6 separate regions of the Mus musculus genome follow, and all the other regions are linked to region 1. Evidence: chromatin contacts called from public Hi-C, HiChIP or PLAC-seq and promoter capture Hi-C data. All regions are on one chromosome and are shown on one strand. Each heading gives the region's core, a stretch centred on a gene start, on an enhancer-like site or on the middle of the called end of the contact. The rest is flanking DNA. Distances are from core to core; before and after follow the strand shown.

Evidence for each region. Promoter capture Hi-C pulls out the DNA fragments that hold promoters and counts their contacts. Hi-C and Micro-C count contacts between places; a contact is called where the count stands out from the background. HiChIP or PLAC-seq counts read pairs in DNA pulled down with a chosen protein or histone mark. Capture Hi-C pulls out chosen DNA fragments and counts their contacts.
Region 2: a contact with region 1 is called in an H3K4me3 HiChIP or PLAC-seq map of bone marrow-derived macrophages, with 4 times the contacts expected there. The contact joins the promoter of Zdhhc18 here to the promoter of Wasf2 in region 1. A contact is called at or near these places in 1 of 39 promoter capture datasets (liver) and 2 of 115 datasets of contacts at active chromatin or transcription factors (bone marrow-derived macrophages and microglia).
Region 3: a contact with region 1 is called in an HNF4G HiChIP or PLAC-seq map of pancreatic cancer cells. The contact joins the promoter of Eya3 here to the promoter of Wasf2 in region 1. A contact is called at or near these places in 1 of 39 promoter capture datasets (liver) and 2 of 115 datasets of contacts at active chromatin or transcription factors (embryonic stem cells and pancreatic cancer cells).
Region 4: a promoter capture Hi-C map of adipose tissue shows a contact between it and region 1. The contact joins the promoter of Kdf1 here to the promoter of Wasf2 in region 1. A contact is called at or near these places in 2 of 39 promoter capture datasets (hematopoietic stem and progenitor cells and liver), 1 of 115 datasets of contacts at active chromatin or transcription factors (embryonic stem cells) and 1 of 9 other capture datasets (adipose tissue).
Region 5: a Hi-C map of CD4 T cells shows a contact between it and region 1, with 5 times the contacts expected there. The contact joins the promoter of Rpa2 here to the promoter of Wasf2 in region 1. A contact is called at or near these places in 1 of 39 promoter capture datasets (neutrophils), 2 of 484 Hi-C or Micro-C datasets (B cells and CD4 T cells), 1 of 115 datasets of contacts at active chromatin or transcription factors (astrocytes) and 1 of 9 other capture datasets (adipose tissue).
Region 6: a contact with region 1 is called in a promoter capture Hi-C map of liver, with 2.3 times the contacts expected there. The contact joins the enhancer-like site here to the promoter of Wasf2 in region 1. A contact is called at or near these places in 2 of 39 promoter capture datasets (hippocampal neurons and liver) and 3 of 115 datasets of contacts at active chromatin or transcription factors (bone marrow-derived macrophages, embryonic stem cells and pancreatic cancer cells).

What each region holds. Positions count from the first base shown.
Region 1 is chr4:133,129,153-133,132,091 of GRCm38.p6, reverse strand. It overlaps Wasf2 (WAS protein family, member 2), which reads right to left and starts at 1,459. Exons shown (of 9, transcript NM_153423.6): 1 at 1,364-1,459.
Region 2 is chr4:133,631,907-133,634,845 of GRCm38.p6, reverse strand. Zdhhc18 (zinc finger, DHHC domain containing 18) reads left to right here and starts at 1,417. Exons shown (of 8, transcript NM_001017968.2): 1 at 1,417-1,767. The coding sequence starts at 1,457.
Region 3 is chr4:132,637,467-132,640,405 of GRCm38.p6, reverse strand. It overlaps Eya3 (EYA transcriptional coactivator and phosphatase 3), which reads right to left and starts at 1,360. Exons shown (of 17, transcript NM_210071.2): 1 at 1,251-1,360.
Region 4 is chr4:133,517,449-133,520,387 of GRCm38.p6, reverse strand. It overlaps Kdf1 (keratinocyte differentiation factor 1), which reads right to left and starts at 1,425. Exons shown (of 4, transcript NM_133707.2): 1 at 1,336-1,425. Gm42323 (predicted gene, 42323) reads left to right here and starts at 530. Exons shown (of 3, transcript NM_001378703.1): 1 at 530-1,288; 2 at 2,127-2,199. The coding sequence starts at 579.
Region 5 is chr4:132,766,960-132,769,898 of GRCm38.p6, reverse strand. It overlaps Rpa2 (replication protein A2), which reads right to left and starts at 1,539. Exons shown (of 9, transcript NM_011284.3): 1 at 1,433-1,539; 2 at 1,113-1,219. The coding sequence starts at 1,442.
Region 6 is chr4:133,451,097-133,454,035 of GRCm38.p6, reverse strand. No RefSeq gene overlaps it. Among named protein-coding and RNA genes, the nearest start is that of Gm42322, 12 kb to the right of the region's middle. Within about 2 kb of position 1,380, at least 8 of the 459 cell types and tissues checked have an H3K27ac peak or open chromatin away from gene starts, as enhancers often do. A contact at or near this core is called in liver, where this site is marked.

The DNA.
Region 1 (2,939 bases), core at 210-2,709:
GGAAAACTTAAGGGCTAAGGTACCCAGCTACTCCTACTCAAAGTCCACTGCCTTTACTCATCTGCAAGATAAGGAAAGAACAAAGAAAGAAAGGCTACACTTGAACACAGGCAGGCCATTGAAACTTTAGCCCCAAGGAACCCAAAGAAATTATACAACAGATGGATAAATTCTCCCTCCCAATAAAATGTAGCCTTTGTACAGAGGAGAGAAAGACACTCTGATGACACCACCTGGAGTCAAAACTCATGTCTCTATACAACAAATATTGGTGACACCTGCCTGGGACTCAAACGGAATCCTCTGCTGTCCTGACACACTTCGAAGTGATTTTTAACACTCAGAAATGGCCCTTCCTTAGTCACAAAGCAAGAAAAGGAGATGGGCTTATAATTAATAATCCTGAGCTTAAGACCTAGCCTGTCTCCACACCAAAAGTGAAATCAACTCTCCAGGCTAGACCCCTCCCTCCATTTATGACAAAGCAAACTTTGTAAGAGAACACTAACTTATCCCTGCGCGCCCGGTGCTTCCCAGAGGAAACACCCTCACTTTGGTAAGTGCCACACGTTCCGGTGTCACCCTGAGCAAGTTACTTCTCTGAAACCTACTTGACTTCCTCACCAGTAAACTTACAAGGACAGCTGGAAAAACTAAACAAGCACTTATACCTAAGGTTTGGCACATAGTAGGACAACCATTAACATTTTCCTTGGCTTTCTTCCTCTTCAGTGCTGGGCTTAAACGCCAAGGGTAACCCCTGATCTCTGAATCTATGAACATTTCCTCATCTCAAAGGACCACAGGACTTAGCCCTTCCCTGTCACGATCTGGGTAGCACCCATGCATTGGTACCAGTGGCCCGTAAGCCAAGGCTCCTTTCTGTAGGGCTCATTCTGTGCACATGTGCGCGTGCTCACACACTCCTCCACAATGTCCCTACCCCCAGCCTAGCAGCCAGGGTCCCCAAAGAGCACCTCAATTACTTTATGGTCCAAATATGGAAACTGAGGCTCAGCCTGGAGATGAACTTGTCCAGGAGCTCGGGGAGTTGCTGAGACCCAATTCACAGGCTTCGGTGAAGTCTATTTACAAATGGTAAACTGAGGCCCGAAGACGGAAGTGACTTGCTCAAGAACACACAGTGGGTTGGTGGTAGGGCCACTTTCGCCGACCCTCCCTAGTCTCCGAAGGGCACTCTGGGTCACCACCACCCCTGAGGTGTCGCCACGGCGCTGACAACACACGAGCCGCACCAGCGACCGTCAGAGCAGACACCCGGTGCCACCGGACCCTTGCAGGGGTGGCCGGGCCGGCGCTCGCCTCTCACAGCCGGGCGCGCCCAGGGGGACTTGTTGCTCACCTGACCTCGCGCAGTCGCCCTCAGCGACATGAAGGGCTGGGCAGCCGGTCCGCGTCCCCACGGAGAACGCTCCAGCCTACTGCTTCGCGGGCTGCTACTCAGCCGGACGCCCCCCTCAGCGCGCTACGCCCCCAGCCGCACTCCACCGGCCTGAGTCCGCCATTACGCGATTTCCCCGCCCCGGGACGCAGCCACACCCCGCCAACCGTTCTGATTGGCTCCCTGCCCCACCCGCCCGGAGCCCCCAGCTATCCCATTGGTCTGAATCCAATGCCAATTAAATAAGTACGCAAAAGACGTATTCAAAGGTAGTGTCCCGGGAACTCCACCCGAGCGACTTCCGCAATCGGAGTAAACAGAGGCGAGGACAAACCAAGTGAAGTGGAGATGGGACTAAAGGTACATCGACGCCCAAGTTTAAGTACAAAAATATCTGCTAAGACAGGGAAAGACCTCGGCTAACATGTATTGAAACACGATTTATTTTTATTAGAGTCCAGAGAGCCAGCCTGTTTTTTGTGTAAAGAACAGGCCGAGCCTATGAACTTTCTGTAGACACCCCTCAAGTGGCAGATCGTTCTGTCCCTTCACGCCTTGTCCCAAGCGGGACCGAAAGTCGGGTGGGGGCGAGTGAGTCATAGGCTTCAGCTCACCCCAAAGGATAGGTATTCGGGTGAAGCTGGCATCCTGAGATTGGGAGCTAGTTCTGAGAGGCCACTGTCAGGTGAGCCAAACACCTGTCACTTCACTCTGCAACTTCGGACAACTGCTGCCTACCTAGTTCTCACTTTGTTCTACAAAATAGATGCAGTAGGCCCTGGCACGTCCCAGTCCATGAAGGTGGGCAGTTTGAGAATACACTCCCAAGTGACTTATAGAATACAAAATGCTGCGGCTGGGTGACAACGTGACGAGTCCGGCTTAGCACATTTAGTATACTAGAGCATCTCTGTAGAGCAGGTATTGGCCTCTTGTGGAAGAATGGATCTTAGGCAGGCTTTGTTACCGCCACGTCTGCCTCCCTCTTTGCTTCCTTTCAAAAAGGGTGCACGGTGTGAGGGCGGTGGGGTGGAGGTCACGACACGACACGGCTCAGTCAGTAAAGTGCTGCTTTGAAAGAATGAGGACCTGCGTTTGAGAACTCAGATTCCAAACAAAGCCTAACAGGCCCGATGATACTGACTTCGCAGCGCTGGGGAGGCAGAGACAGGCAGAGCTCTAGCTCACAGGCCCAGCCTAGCCTAGCCTGCTCCTCCAGACTGGGCCAATGAGAGAGCCAGTTACTAAAACCAAGGTAAAAGTTGCCTGAAGAACAGCACCTGAGGTGATTCTCTGGCCTGCACTGGTCCATCCTCACATACAACATACACGCACACATACAACACCCTGAATACTTGATACAGTTTTCCCGCAGCCACCCAGCTAGTTGGAAATGACCACAGAACTCAGACCTACACCACTTAGCATCTATTCCTGTATTTCTTACTCTGTGACATCTTGTCACCTGAAAATGGCTTTTTTTTTTCTCATCCCCTTAACAGGCCAGGATGGTCCTAAGGGTGCTGGGTGACTGTTT
Region 2 (2,939 bases), core at 168-2,667, 500 kb before region 1:
TATAGAGGAAAACATTTAATTGTGCTCTCATTACCTGGGCCAAGCATATTCAAACCATCACAGTGGTTAAGAGTACTTGCCGAACAATCATGGGTGCCCCAGTTCAGACCCCAGCATCTACCTAACCATTTAGGTATCTTACAGTGAACTTCGGCTCTGAAGGATCTGAGACCTTCTTCAGGCCTCCATGCATACGTAGGCCTGCCCTCTCGGTCTCCCCACGTGCACGTTCAGTCACACAAACACAAATGATCTGTCTTAGGGCAGGTGGAGCAGCTCAGTGCTAGAGACAGGGGTTGCCCAGCTGGTGAGGTCCTGGGTGGGATACTCAAGTATCCCAAAAGCAAAACAATCCCTGTTCTTTTGTTTTGTTTTTCGAGACAGGGTTTCTCTGTGTAGCCCTGGCTGTTCTGGAACTCACTCTGTAGACCTGGCTGGCCTCGAACTTAGAAATTCGCCTGCCTCTGCCTCCCAAGTGCTGGGAGTAAAGGCGTGGGCCACCATAGCCAGCTAGCAATCCCTGTTTTCACAAATGGATGCTAAACTCTCCTTGTCAGGTTCAGGAAGTGCACAAGTCCTTCAGAGAAACCTCGCTGGTGAGCCACTGCAATGAGCTCTAGTAACTTTGGGTGGAGTTTCAGCAAAACTCCCAGGCCTCCAGTCACATCACGAGAAATAAGTTCCACCATCAACTTGAATGGTTTGCAAGGAGGCTGGACCCCATTTGCTCCAGATAAGACTGCCTGATTTAGCCCTATGAGCTTTGGGGGTGATGCATGTAAAAGAATTTGCTAAAATATTTCTGGACTTCCGACCTGAGTCCTAGAAAATATAGTGTGCGCGTGTGTGTGTGTGTTTTCAGCTGAAACAGGGACTCACTTGTAGCCCAGCTCGTTGCAAATTCACCTTGGACCTTGGCCTGAAGGTCCTTGAACCCTACTTGTCTCAGTCACCAGGAGTTAGCCCACCCCAGTTCCTGGTTGGTTAGGTCTGTTGTGAAAACACCCACCTGAAAAAAGTTTGGGGCCCTTAGGCATGATCTCCATTTGGGGATTATCTAGAACCCAGGGTTGAACCTAGGACAGCAGGGAGGGAAAGACTAAAGGATATTTCACTCACACCCCTTTAGACACTCGGAACTTTCAAAGCACCCTTACCAGCTTGCCCTCAGAGGTGGGCGAGCCTGGAGTGCCTGAGCTGTCCCCTGAATCTCTGACTCCTAAGGCAGGGTCTGAGAGCACCGGCAGCTGAGGGAGCCCTGGAGGCCGCATCTGCAGAGCCCGGGCTGGGCGCAGGAGGCGCTGCGGAGCGAGCCGGGGGCGGGGCGGCAGCGGAGAGGCCAACCCGAGCGAGCCTGCCTGCCCGCCCGCCAGCGCCGCGCGCGCCGCCGCCACCTCCGCTGCTCGGCCCGGTCCCGGAGCGGCCGGGCGCGGAGCCGAGGCCCGCGGCCGGCCGCATGAAGGACTGCGAGTACCAGCAGATAAGCCCCGGGGCCGCCCCGCCGCCCGCCTCCCCCGGGGCGCGTCGCCCCGGCCCCGCCGCGCCCCCTGCTCCAAGCCCCGGGCCCGCGCCTGGCGCGCCGCGCTGGAGCGGCAGCGGCAGCGGCAGCGGGAGCCTGGGCCGCCGGCCCCGGCGTAAGTGGGAGGTGTTCCCGGGCCGCAACCGCTTCTACTGCGGAGGCCGGCTCATGCTGGCCGGCCACGGCGGCGTCTTCGCGCTCACGCTGCTGCTCATCCTCAGCACCACCATCCTCTTCTTCGTCTTCGAGTGAGTTCGCCCACCCCCACCCCGGCACTGCGTCCCCGGCCGCCGCTCCTTCCCCGCCCGCATCCGTGAGCCCTCGGGCCTCCGCCCGCCGCCCCGGAACCCCGGAACCCCTTCTCGCCACCCGGACCTTGGGTGCCCCGCCCGGGTCACCAGCTTTTGCCGGGTCCCTCAGGTCCACCTGCGGTCACTCACTGGCTGGTTCTTGCCTATCCCAGGCTCTTTCTGACCCTTCTAGGCGTCTTTCATTCCTGTCCTCAGACAAGTAAGTTTTTGTGTCCTTTGGCTGTGGACACCCTACCATGAATTTTTCTAGGCGTCCTCTCAAGTCCCTCCAAGGTTCTACAGGGTCCTGGCTCCCACACCCGCTTTCCCTCAGTCATGGTCACCCTAGGCCCGGAGGCAGTCCTCCCTAAAGCATCTCTGGGCCTCTCAGACAGGCCCTTCTCTCTCCAGCACTTTCCTTAGTTTCTCCAAAGCTTCTTCCCGACGCTCTCTTAGCTCCCTAGTCCTCTAGGTGTCTCCCACCCTGCCCTGTCTCTTTCCCCTCCGGACACTCTGCATCCCTCGGTGGCGGTCCACCACCGGGACAGCGGGCGGCATCAAGATCCTTTTCAGGAAAGAGACCTGAGTGCTTTCACACGGCCTGTCTTATTTGCCCCTATGGGCTTCTGACCTTTTCCCAGTGACCTAGGGTTGGCCTACACTGTAGCTCCGTTTTAGGACTGAAGGATGGAGGAGTGGCTGCTTATAGTTTTCTCGGGCCACTCATGCATCCAAAGTTTCCACCCACCCTCAGCCTCTAGCTGGAGTCACTTGCCCTGTGACTCCTTGAGGGCACATACACCCCCACTTGAACGCACCCGGGGTGAGTCCCACCTTTCCCTCCTACTTCTTCCTATTGGTTTCTTTTATTATTCATTATGGTTAAGAACTCCATCTCTGGCTCCAGTCCCAGCTCCACCTCCCACTAATTGTGTGGCCTGCAGGCAGTCATTTTACGTTTCCAAACCTCAGTGCCCTCACCTGTAGAATGGGGACTTTAATAGTACCCACCCCCGACAGGGTTCTATTGAGATTGGTCATGCTTGCAAGCCTTTAGCTTTTTTTTTTCCAGATATATTCATTATTTATTTATTTATTCTTTTTCGTCCAAGCTTCTAGCACTTGATGTT
Region 3 (2,939 bases), core at 111-2,610, 490 kb after region 1:
AGCTCCAAAGTCCTTTGCTAAAAATAGGTGAAGGGAGTGGCCCAATTTTGGAATATGGCAGTCTATGTTCTATTCTCTTATGTGTATATGAGGGAGAACTGTGCCAAGAGGAACCAATAATAAACGCGGTTATTTGTTCTGTACATATTTAATTATTAATACTGAATTTTAGACTGATCACGCACAAAATGACGAAAAGAAAATGATGGTTGCAATGATATGCTACAAACACCCCAAAAACCGGAAGGGAGGAAAAAAAAAGAATTATCCAAATTTGTACCTCTAGATATACCTTAGATCACAAAATTTGAGAAACAGGACATTAACCATTATAAAGTCTAACCCTTTTCACATTATAGATGATTTTAAACCTCCAGAAAATGTAAGATAAGATGTCTTAAATTTTAAAATGCTAAGATCATGATTTCTAAACCATGGTAGCAACACTAGAGAAAAAGAAGTTAAAAAGAACGTTCTAAGAAACAATGTCTGGCTTATAAGGAAAATGATATTACATTGGTGAATCTTGGCAGAAAACAGCAACACCACACCACATCACAGTCGTTTAAAAGTTTAGAAACCCGGAGTCCTCTAACTTTAAATCCATGCAGAGTGAAGAACATCCGCACTTTTGCCTCAGCTGTGCACATCCATTCTCGTGGGACAGAGGACTCAAAACAGACAGGACGAAGACCTGTCAATTCAGGAGATCTCACAAGCCCGCCAGCGAGTCCGCCACCTGTTCGCTGCTGCCCAGAGAGCCCAGCAAACTGAGGCAGTGCGAGGACCTGGGGACGCCTTTGTTGTTCTCTAACTGGGGAAGCGACCTCAAGTCTAACCTCGCGCCTCCAAGCTGGAGCAGTCGGCCAGGATCTGGACTCGGAGGAAGCCCTCTCGCTCTGAAAGGGCAGGCGCAACACTCTTGTCATCTACCAGTCCCTGGAGGGGGGAAGGGTCACAGGCGAGGAGGGCTGGGGGACAGAGCCGAACCCCAACGCTCCGGGTGGAAAAACAGTGGATCGGGAAGAAGTGCTGAGAGAAGGGGGAGGCAGAGACCCGGCGCCTAGGCGAGAAGGGGCGAGGCCAGAGCGACGCCCGGGAAAAGCTCGAGGGCAGACCGGCAGGCAGGGACGAGGGGGACGGTGACGGGACCCCCTACCCAGCACGACCAAGGAGGACCTCTTCAGCCGGGACCCCGAACGCTGCACCCGAGCCACCGCGCTCACACCCTGGCGGCGGCGGGGACTCACCAGACGGCTGCAGACACTGCCCAGCACGACATGGGACGATTACGGACCCACTCTGGAACCAACAGAGTGGCGGAAACCGCGGCGTTAGCGTGACCCGGATGCGCATCCCTAGCCACCGGAAGTAGATGCGGGACCGCCTAACAATCCACACCCCGTTCCGACAGAACCCAGAGGACCAGTCAATCGTCTCGGGGCGGGGCAAGGCTTAGGTCCCGCCCACCTCGCAGACCCAGTTGCGTGATTGACTCCCTGGATCTTACGCACGAGATGACTTTCCGAGGATGCTGGTGCTGCTAAATTGCCGCCGCCTTCGTGAAAAGTACTCCCGCCCTCCCCAAAACAAAGTCAGATCAGGCTGATCTCGAACTGGGGACCCTCCTCCTTCAGCCTAGGGCTTGTGCCTCCATGCCCAGCCACCGCTCTCATCTTTGAAAGTAAGTTCTAAAAAAAAAAAATGTGTGTGATTCCTACCGTAAAGGGACGACGAAGTTGAAAAATGTTGACTGCAATTGGTCGAGTTAGAAAGACTAGGAGAGGAAAAATGGATGGGAACTTTTGAAGACACTTGAAAGGCTAACTCAAAGTGAACATTTCTATCCGAAAATTTAGTTTATACCTAGTATTATATTACACTTGCAGCTGCCTTCATTTTGTGCAAATTGTTTTCAGGAACATTTTGTTGTTTTTGTTTTTGTTTTTGTTTTGGTGTGTGTGGGGGTGGTTTTTTGTTGTTGTTTTTCCAAGAAAAGTTTTTCTCTATGGACCTTGGCCTAGAATTCCCTCTAAAGATCAGACTGGGCTCGAAATCAAGAGATCCACCTTCTTAGCTCAGAAACATTTTTTAATGCTTCATTAATTCTAAAATACAACTCAAGTGTGGACGAGGAATGGAGTTGAAGACAGGCTTTGTATAGTTGTCAGTGTATTCAATTCCATTCATGTTTGAAGGGAAAGACCCTCAAGAAAAAAAGACCCAGGCTGGTGAGATGGCTCAGTGGGTAAGAGCACCGGACCGCTTTTCCGAAGGTCCAAAGTTCAAATCCCAGCAACCACATGGTGGCTCACAACCACCCGTAATGAGATCTGACTCCCTCTTCTGGAGTGTCTGAAGACAGCTACAGTGTACTTACATATAATAAATAAATAAATCTTTAAAAAAAAGAAAAAAAGACCCAGAATTACAAATATTAGATTAACCCACAAAGTTTAAAAAACAAAAACCTAGCTTTTCAATACAAATAAAAATAAAAGATTTTTATTAACTGCTTCTATTTCAACAATTTTCTAAGCAACTACTTTTTGGGGAGCGAGCATCTTAACTGCTCTTTCTCACACATCACACCTACTTAGCACAATCAGTAGATGCTGTCTTCAAAGTCTTTGCAGAATCGGACCATTTTCCACCTGTGTTGGTATGAACCACAGTCAGTATGTAATTCTGAGGGTCCCATTCATGTTTGCTACCCTATACTCAATACAGAAGAGAGCCTCCCGTGAAAGCCTTAATCAGATCGTGTGCTTCTTCCAATGGCTCTGTCTCAGTGTGAACACTAAAATCCTTACATCACCTACAGGACTCAGAAGACTTTACTCTTCGAGTAGAACTCTAACCTACTTTGTCCTACCTTCCTTCCACTTACAACAGACTGGCCTCTGCTGTTCTCCCAGCCTGCAGGCAGGCTCTGGTGC
Region 4 (2,939 bases), core at 176-2,675, 390 kb before region 1:
TAATTTCAGAACTAGAAAGGCTGAGCCAGGCAGATTCTTTGAGTTCAAGATCAGCCTGGGCTACCCAAGAGAGAGACCCTGTCTGAAACTTAAACAACCAAGCAGTCAGCCTTCCTGTTTGTGGTATGAATAGTGCCTTGCATGAGCGTCCCTTCAAACCATCCATCTACACCTTCCTTTTCCCACGATTGTCCCTGGTCCATCCCTCCTGACAACCCAGTGACACTGCTCACTTAATTTAGTGGGACCAATTTTTGCCTCAATTTTGGCCTGGGACAAGAGTCTTGGACCCAGCTTCCTCATCTTTAAATAGGTTCATCTTAGAGTAGTGAGGTGGCCCACGTCTGTAATTCCAGCACAAGACACGATGAGATGATGAGGACTTCAGAGTCATCCTTGGCTGAATATTGGGCCTAGCCTGGGCCATATGAGACCCTATCTCAAAAAGCAAAACAAAATATATATTAAATTAACTTAAATATAAGTAAATAATAAACCAATGTGACGTAAAATAAAAATGGAAAACCTCATCTCTCAAAAGAGGAGAGATTAATGTCCTTCTAACCCTCTACGGAGGTATGGGGGTTGGGGGTGGAGCTCCGTGTTTAGCAAAAGCCTGGGAAGACACACTCTTGGCATTCTCTAACTTGGCAGCGTTCGAAGGCATCGCAAGGATGCCTCAAGGTCTGATGGCCCCAGGATTCTCTGATTTCTCACTGCCTTCGCCTTTCCGACAGTCCCCACAAAACACAGAGACAGACGGACAGACAGACAGACTCGGGGGCTCTCCATGGGCCCTCCTCCCTGTGTCCCCAGGACGAGCCGGCTGCAGCAGCCTCTGTCCAGGCAAACGTATGGTCAGCGAGCCGCGCTCAGCTCTGCTCAGCTCGGGCGCAGGGTACTGTGCACCCCCCTGGCACAGCCCCAGCCACTGTCTCATCTGCAAGCAGGAGCCGCGCGCGTCCAGGCGGCAGGGCTCGCGTTGCCGTCGGGGCGCGCACCGCCTCGCTTGCCACCAGCGCCGTGGCCCGCGACTCCCGACGCTGTTCCACGCACGGTGCTGGGTCCTAGCACCCCAGGGGCCTCTCGGCCCGCCCAGCCCAGCCCAGCCCTGCGCCCGTTCGGGCCGCTCCGGCCGGGCCCCGCGCACCCCGGAAGTGGACGTCGGGGCCCGAGGAGCAGGGCCCGCGCCCCGCCGCCGTCCAGGCGCGGCCTCCAGGGTCACCCACCCGGGGCTGCACCGCCCCGCGCCCCCGCGGACCCGCGCCGGCCTTACCTGCCCAGCCAGGTGAGCCGCCTCCGCTCGGCCCTTCCCCCGCCCCCCTCGGCACTCACCTGGGTCGCAGGTAAGCGTCTCGCGGGAGCGCGGCACGGGGCGCCGCTGGGGACACACTTCCTGCCTCCGCCGAGCGCCGCCGCGCACCTGGCCGAGGCCCCGCCCAGCTCCGGCCCAGCCAGGAGAGTGAGGCCCTGAGAGGGGCCATCATCGGGCAACAGTGCTTAGGTCCCCTCTCTGCTCTATAGTCCAGTGTCCTGGAAGTATCGGAGAGCCCATGGGGCGCCTACCGGGCCGCAAAGCTCCTACTTAAAGGGCATGCATGCCTCCTGGGAAGCCGTCCGGGCCCCTGAGTCCCTAGCTCTGTCATGTGGAACAGTTCTCTGGACTCTTTATTATAGTTCCCAGCAGACTGTTGCTTTCCTGTCTTTTGTCTCCTCCTTTTAGCCTCTGACCTTGAGGGTAAGGTCTGGTCTTGTTTCCCTAGTACAGCGCCTGGCACATACCAACTGCTTAGTAAATATTCTTCACTGTTTGAATAGCTAGGCAATGATCTCTTGTCTATCTATCTGTCTGTCTACATATTCACTTATTTAGGTTTCTCTTTTTTTACATTAAATGTTTTTATATGTATGAATGTCTTGCCTGCTTGTACATCCATGCACCACTTGCGTGCCTTGTGCCCACAGGTAAGGGAGCAGAGGAGGGCATGGGATGCCCTGGAACTGGAGTTACAGAGGGTTGTGAGCTGTTATGTGAGCACTTGAGAGTCGAACTGGGGACCTTGGAACTTTGAAGAGCAGCCAGTGCTCTCTGAGGCAGAACTCTCTCTTCAGCTCCTCTTACCTAGGTCTTCCAATACAAGATCCTGGGAAGACCAGCCATATCCTGTCCTGCTTCGAGTCAAGATCAGCCTAGATCAGGTATGTTCCCAGGGGTGCAGCCGTAGATTGTTCAAGTTTTCTGAGACAAAGTCTCATGTACCCCAGGCTGGCCTCTAGCTCCCTATGTAGCCAAGGCTGCCCTTGAAGACTTGCTCCTCTTATCTATGGAGTGCTGGGATCACAGGCATGCGCCTCCACAGCCAACATAGTCCCTGATGTCTTTCTTGCTCTTTTTGAACTGTTTGACATGGGAGCAAGTCACTTTCCATTTTCCAGTGTCCCCTCTGTAGATATAGACCTCTCTAGCCAGATGTGGTGGCACATGCCTTTAATCCCAGCTCTTTGGAGGCAGTAAGGTGGACCTCTGTGAGTTCCAGGCCAGCCTGGTCTACAGAGTGAGTTCCAGGATTGGCAGGACTATGTAGAGAGACCCCATCTCAAAAAAACAAACAAACAAACAAAAAAAACCATGAGGGGCATGGTGGCACACACCTTTAATCCCAGCACTTGGGAGGCAGAGGCAGGCAGATTTCTGAGTTTGAGGCCAGCCTGGTCTACAAAGTGAGTTCCAGGACAGCCAGGGATACACAGAGAAACCCTGTCTCAAAAAAAACCAATAAATAAATAAATAAGTAAATAAATAAGTAAACAAACAAACAATTTTAAAAGGTACCTCTGTCAACTGGGGAGGACAAAGAAGGTCACACATGGAAATGACAGGTTTGGGAGAGATCCCTGTGGCAAGTTCCCAGCAAAGGCCCAGTGGCAGAACTTCCCAC
Region 5 (2,939 bases), core at 290-2,789, 360 kb after region 1:
AGGTGGACTTCTTGAGTTCAAGGCCAGCCTGGTCTATAGAGTGAGTTCCAGGACAGCCAAGGATACACACACACACACACACACACACACACACACACACACAGACACCCAAAACAAAACAACAACAAGAAAACAACTGTCTCAGAGAGGTAGGGGTAGAAAGAGCACATCCCAGACATAGCAAGAGCAGTGTTCAGGACACCACGGAGACAACAGGGCCTTGTGAAAAGGCTTGAGAAATGACAAGCAGAAAAAGGACTACGAAGATGCTCTAGGTTTCTTGATAAAATGGAAGAAGTTAGAAGTATAGCTTCTTTTAGGAGATATTCTGGCAACCAGATGGCAGTCTCTGCAGAAAACCTGGTGAGTTTCGTCAAGCTGCTCATCTTTGGGCATCTTAACAGGAGAGTCAGATGGAGTGGGCAGAGGAGCATCTAGCAAAGACACTTGCCTCTCAAGCCACCTACGAGCAATGTAGTTTGTTTGTTTTTTAAGAAAGGATCTTTTTGGGCTGGAGAGATGGCTCAGCGGTTAAGAGCACTGACTGCTCTTCCAGAGGTCCTGAGTTCAATTCCCAGCAACCATACGGTGGCTCACAACCATCTGTAGTGGTATCTGATGCCCTCTTCTGGTGTGTCTGAAGACAACTACAGTGTACAGGCAGGTGGATCTCTGAGTTCCAGGCCAGCCAGAGCTACAAACACCTCCAAAACACTTGGTCATACAATGAATATGTACGAGGCAGAAAAAGCCCAGCAGATTAAGGCTTAGCGTGTCCTTCCTGTCAGTTACCAACAGGAAACAACCCCAAACCTGTTCTGAACACAGTGGACTCTTGTTCTTCAGGGATTTTTGTGCCCTGGGGACAGCGATATTAAACTCTACTAAAGCATACTTTCGAGTGGTAGGGCCAGGAAAATGGAGGCCGGGCGAACCACTGCAGGCTTGCCAAACAATAAAATAATAAAAACCCTGTTCCCCACTTGACCATACAAAAGACAAGGTAGGTAACGGACAGCTTCTGACACCTTGGGGTGTGCCACCCTCCCGCACGAAAACACGTTCCCTCCTGGCCAGGACACAAATGAGAACGGAGCCGTCAGTCTACGTACCGATTTCTTCTCCGCCTGCGACGGTGTGGGCGACCCGAAGCCACCGGGGGACTGCGTGTAGCCGCCTGCTCCGCCATAGGTGGAGCTGCTGAAGCTTTCGAATCCGCCTGCGGGGAACGACCGTCGTCAGAGTCTGCGCTGCGCTCCCCATCTCTATACCTGGCGACCGCTGTCCCCACCGCCCCAGCCGCGACAATCCCCCTGCCACCCCGCGAACGCCGCCGAGCCCGCCTCGGGCCTCTCGCTCCGTCCCGGCCTTCCTGCGCCAGACTCGCCCACTCCCAACACCCTCGCGTGACTCTCCCCACGCCCGCCATTACTATTCCACATCCTGGTCGCAGTTCTCCGGAGAGAGCGGCCCAAGACGCTCGGACACGAAAACTAAGAACACTTGGGAACTCTGTGCCGCTCTGGCGTGGCAGCCTTCTGGCTACTTTGCACTGGCGCCACAAACTCCTTCCCGCGAAGGGACAGCCAATCAGCGCCCTGGACACATTTACCTTCAGCCAATCAGAACTCATGAGTCCCCTCCTTTTTTTTTCGGTATCAAGGCCAAGCTTAGGAAAAACACCCGGCCCCAAGAAGGAATGGAAGCATGCGCGGCCATCTTTACTGAGGGCAAATTTCCGATAGGACAGTATTCAAGAAAACAACCAATCAAAACGATACTTCCGGGGCCATCCTCAAGCATTCTTCACACACACCCCATCTCCGTCGCATGCAACCCTACATCACTTCCGCCGCTCGCTAGCCCCCTTTTCCCGCCAAACTGCTAGTTTTCTGCTCTTCCAGAACTCCCGAGTTCAATTCCCAGCAACCACATGGTGGATCACAACCATCTATAATGGGATCTGCTGTCCTCTTCTGGTGTGTCTGAAGATAGTGATATTGTATTCATAAATAAATACCTGCGTGATGGTGGAAGGAGAGGCTCAACTGTTAATCCCACTGAAGATGAGTAGAAATGATTAAACAATTTTTGGTCAAATTAAGCAAGCTTAATTTTGTCAGAGATGGCTATCTCGCTAAACTGGGGTTTTGAGAAAACAGCATCGCCGGGCAGTGGTGGCACAGACCTTTAATCCCAGCATTTAGGAGGCAGAGGCAGGAGGATTTCTGAGTTCGAGGCCAGCCTGGTCTACAGAGTGAGTTCCAGGACAGCCAAGGCTACACAGAGAAACCCTGTCTCGAAAAAACAAAACAAATACAAAATGAGAAAACAGCATCGAACACAAGAGGTGAGGTTTATATAACCCCCAAAACTGCAAGAATATGGACATTTTCAAGGGTTATGTAGGCACTTGGTCGAACATTTCAGCATTATTTGGCAGAACGTCTATCAGACTGAAATCAGGGTATAGGGTGTGGAACCTGTCGAAATTCAGAAAGTTGGTCAAGACCTGGTCAAATTAAGTTTTATAGAAAAGAGGAATGGACTTATTTTGGTAGTATGATAAGATGGCTTCAGAACTTAAGGTGGAGTCAGGCTGCTCCATCACAACTCCTACAAGTTGTCCTCTACACACACACACACAAGCACACACTCCAGCACACATGTTCATACGCACACACAGGCTTGTATCCAGGGCATAGATAACATGTTCATGTTTTCAAAGAAAGAAACCCTACCTGGGGGAGGGGTTGGCACACGCCTTTAACCCCAACACTTGGGAGGTGGAGGCAGGTGGATCTCTGTGAATTTGAGGCCAGCTTGGTCTACAGTGTGAGTTCTAGGACAGTCAAGGCTGCACAGGGAAACCCTGTCTTGAAGAAAAAAAAAAGAAAACAAACAAAAGAAACCTCATGGCCATACATGGCCACAGTTAA
Region 6 (2,939 bases), core at 131-2,630, 320 kb before region 1:
AGAAAATAAGTAAATAAAATGTAATTAAAAAGAAAAAATATCAGATTGTTTAAAAAAAAAGAAAGAAAGAAAAGAAAAAGAATGTGTGGGGGGCTGGAGAGATGTCTCAGGGGCAGGGGGTGGAGAAGTGGCTCAGCAGTTAACACTGTGTACTGTAAAGCCAGGTGTGGTGGTGCACACCTTTAAGCAGGCAGATCTCTGAGTTTGAGGCCAGCCTGGTCTACAGAGCAAGCTCCAGAATAGCCAGGGCTATACAGAGAAACACTGATTCAAAAAAGCAACCAATCAGCCAACACCAAGAAGCCAAGCCAAACATACTTGCTGCTCTTGCAGAGGCCCTGAGATCAGAGTTCCCAGCACCCTATTGGCTGCCTCCTGACATCCTCTTCTGGCCTCTGCAGATACCCGCATATATCCACAGAGAGACATGTAATTAAAAATAAACCGAATTTGGCTGGACAGATGGCTCGGCAGTTAAGAGCACTGGCTGCTATGGTAAAGGTCTCAGGTTTGATTCCTAGAGCTCACACACACAGTGGTTCATAACCATCTGTAACCCCAATTCCAGGGGATCTGATGTGTGATTCTGGCCTCCGCAGGCACCAGGCATTCACATGGTACACAGACATCCATGCAGGAAAAAGTCCTATATAGAACATAAAAGGTTTTTTTTTGTTGTTTTTTGTTTTTTATTTTTATTTTTTTTTTCAGTTTAGATCTAAAGAAAATAAGTCTTTAGCCAGCCATGGTGATACGTGCCTTAGGCAGAGGCAGGCAGAACTCTGAGTTTGAAGCCAACATGGTCTACAGAGAGAGTTCCAAGACAGTCAGGGCTACACAGAGAAACCTTGTCTTGAAAAAAAAAAAGCCTTTAAGAAAATGATAGTATTTGGTGTATGTGTGCATAGGTGCAGGTGTGGAGTCAGAGGACAGTTTCCCACCATCCACCTTGGTTTTGAGGCAGGGCCTCTGGCAGCCTTTTCAGCCATGCTGTGAGCTGCAGGCTGGCTGGCCCCGGAGCTGCTAGCTGATTCGCCTCTCTCTGCCTCCCGTCTTGCCACAGGCATGCTATGGTTGTGGATGTGTGCCACCGAATTTTACGTGGGTTCTGGGGACCTGGCTCGTGCCACTGGGTTTGGGTTGCAAGTGTTTTTACCAGCTGGACTGTTTTCATCTTCTCCTCTGTCTTCCTTAGAGCGTGTGTGCTCGTGAGTGTCCTCGTGTGTGCATGCGTGTGTGTGTGTGTGTGTGTGTGTGTGTGTGTGTGTGTGTGTGTGTGTGTGCCTGTGTGGTGGTTCTAATGAGATGTCCCCTATAGTCTCAGCCTTGTGAATACTTGGTTCCCAGTTGGTGGCACTGTTTGCGGGGAGGCCTAGGGGGCATGCTGGCCTTGGAGGAAGTGACTCTTGTCATTCCCAGTTTGCTCTGTCTGTTTCCTGTTTACAGTTCAATTGTGAGCTTTCCTGTTCTTGGCTCCGTGTCTGGCACCTGCTGCCACAGTCCTCGCCACAATGGACTGTCCTCCCTCTGGAGTCCCTAACCCTAAAGTGTTCCTTCTATAGGTGCCTCGGCTTTTATCACAGCAACAGAAAAGTAACCAAACCGGGTATGGTGGCTCACGCCTTTAATCCCAGCACTTGGGAGGCAGAGGCAGGCAAATTTCTGTTCTTAAGAGGAAAGTACCATTGGGCGTGGGCGTGGTGTCGCACACCTTTAATCCCAGCACTTGGGAGGCAGAGGCAGGCGGATTTCTGAGTTCGAGGCCAGCCTGGTCTACAGAGTGAGCTCCAGGACAGCCAAGGCGACACAGAGAAACCCTGTCTCGAAAACCCAAAAGGAAAGAAAAGAAACCAATACAGTGTGTAAGTGTGCGTACGCGCACCGAGGCCAGAGGGTGACTGGGTGCCTTTCTCAAATGTGCTCCCCCTTATTTTTAAGGCAGGGTCTCTTATTGAACCTTTAGCTTTTCTGTGACTCATCTTCCACGTCTATAAAGTGAGAGCATTGCTGGACTATAAAGGCTACACTGAAGGAACCACTAGCACAGAACCTAGCATACAGTCAGTGCTCAATAAATAGAAAGAGAAGACTGAGTGACAGTGTAGCTCTGTGGCAGAGCACTTGTCTGGCAAGTGAAGAGACCCAGGATTCGTACCCAGTGCCGAAAGAAAAAAGAAAAGGAGAACAGGAAACGAGAAAAGAGACAATGTACACGAGAAAGGTGCAATTTGCCTTTAGCTAGAGCTGGATCAATATAGATGCGCAGTTCCAGAAATAGCCACAGGGTGGCGCCAAGATCCCGGTTGGTGAGGGATTCCGGACGTCATTCTTGGAGGAAGTTTTTAGTTCAAAAGTAGAGACCAAACAAGTAGGTAGCCAGCTCCTGCTAGAGTCAGGGGACAGTCCAGTCACTCCATCCTCTCTCCCCCTCTCAATTTATCTGGTGGGTTTTCTTGTTTATGTTCAAGCATCCGGTCACTGACTTTGTCCTCAGTCTTCCAGTGTTGGGGTCATTTTCTTCTGAGCAGTCCCCATTCCTTCCAGAGGAATGGAAAGTGTGCCAAAGTTAAACGAGACTTCTTTCTGTGGCCTTTTATATGTGTGTCTGAGGCAGGAGGATCTCAAATGGAGTTCAGCTTCAGCTGCATATGAAGATCTTTTTTCAACAAAACAAAACAACTTAGGAGTAGCCAGTGCTCCTAACTGCCTGGCCATCTGGCCATCTCTCTGTGACCCTTTCTTTCTTTTCTTTCCTTTTTTTTTTTTTTTTTTTTTTTTTGAGACAGGGTTTCTCTGTGTAGCCCTGGCTGTCCTGGAACTCACTCTGTAGTCCCGGCTGCCTCTGCCTCCCAAGTGCTAGGATTAAAGGTGTGCGCCACCACACCTGGCTTTCTTTCTTTTCAGTTTTGTGAGACAGAATCTTATGTACCCCAGGCTAG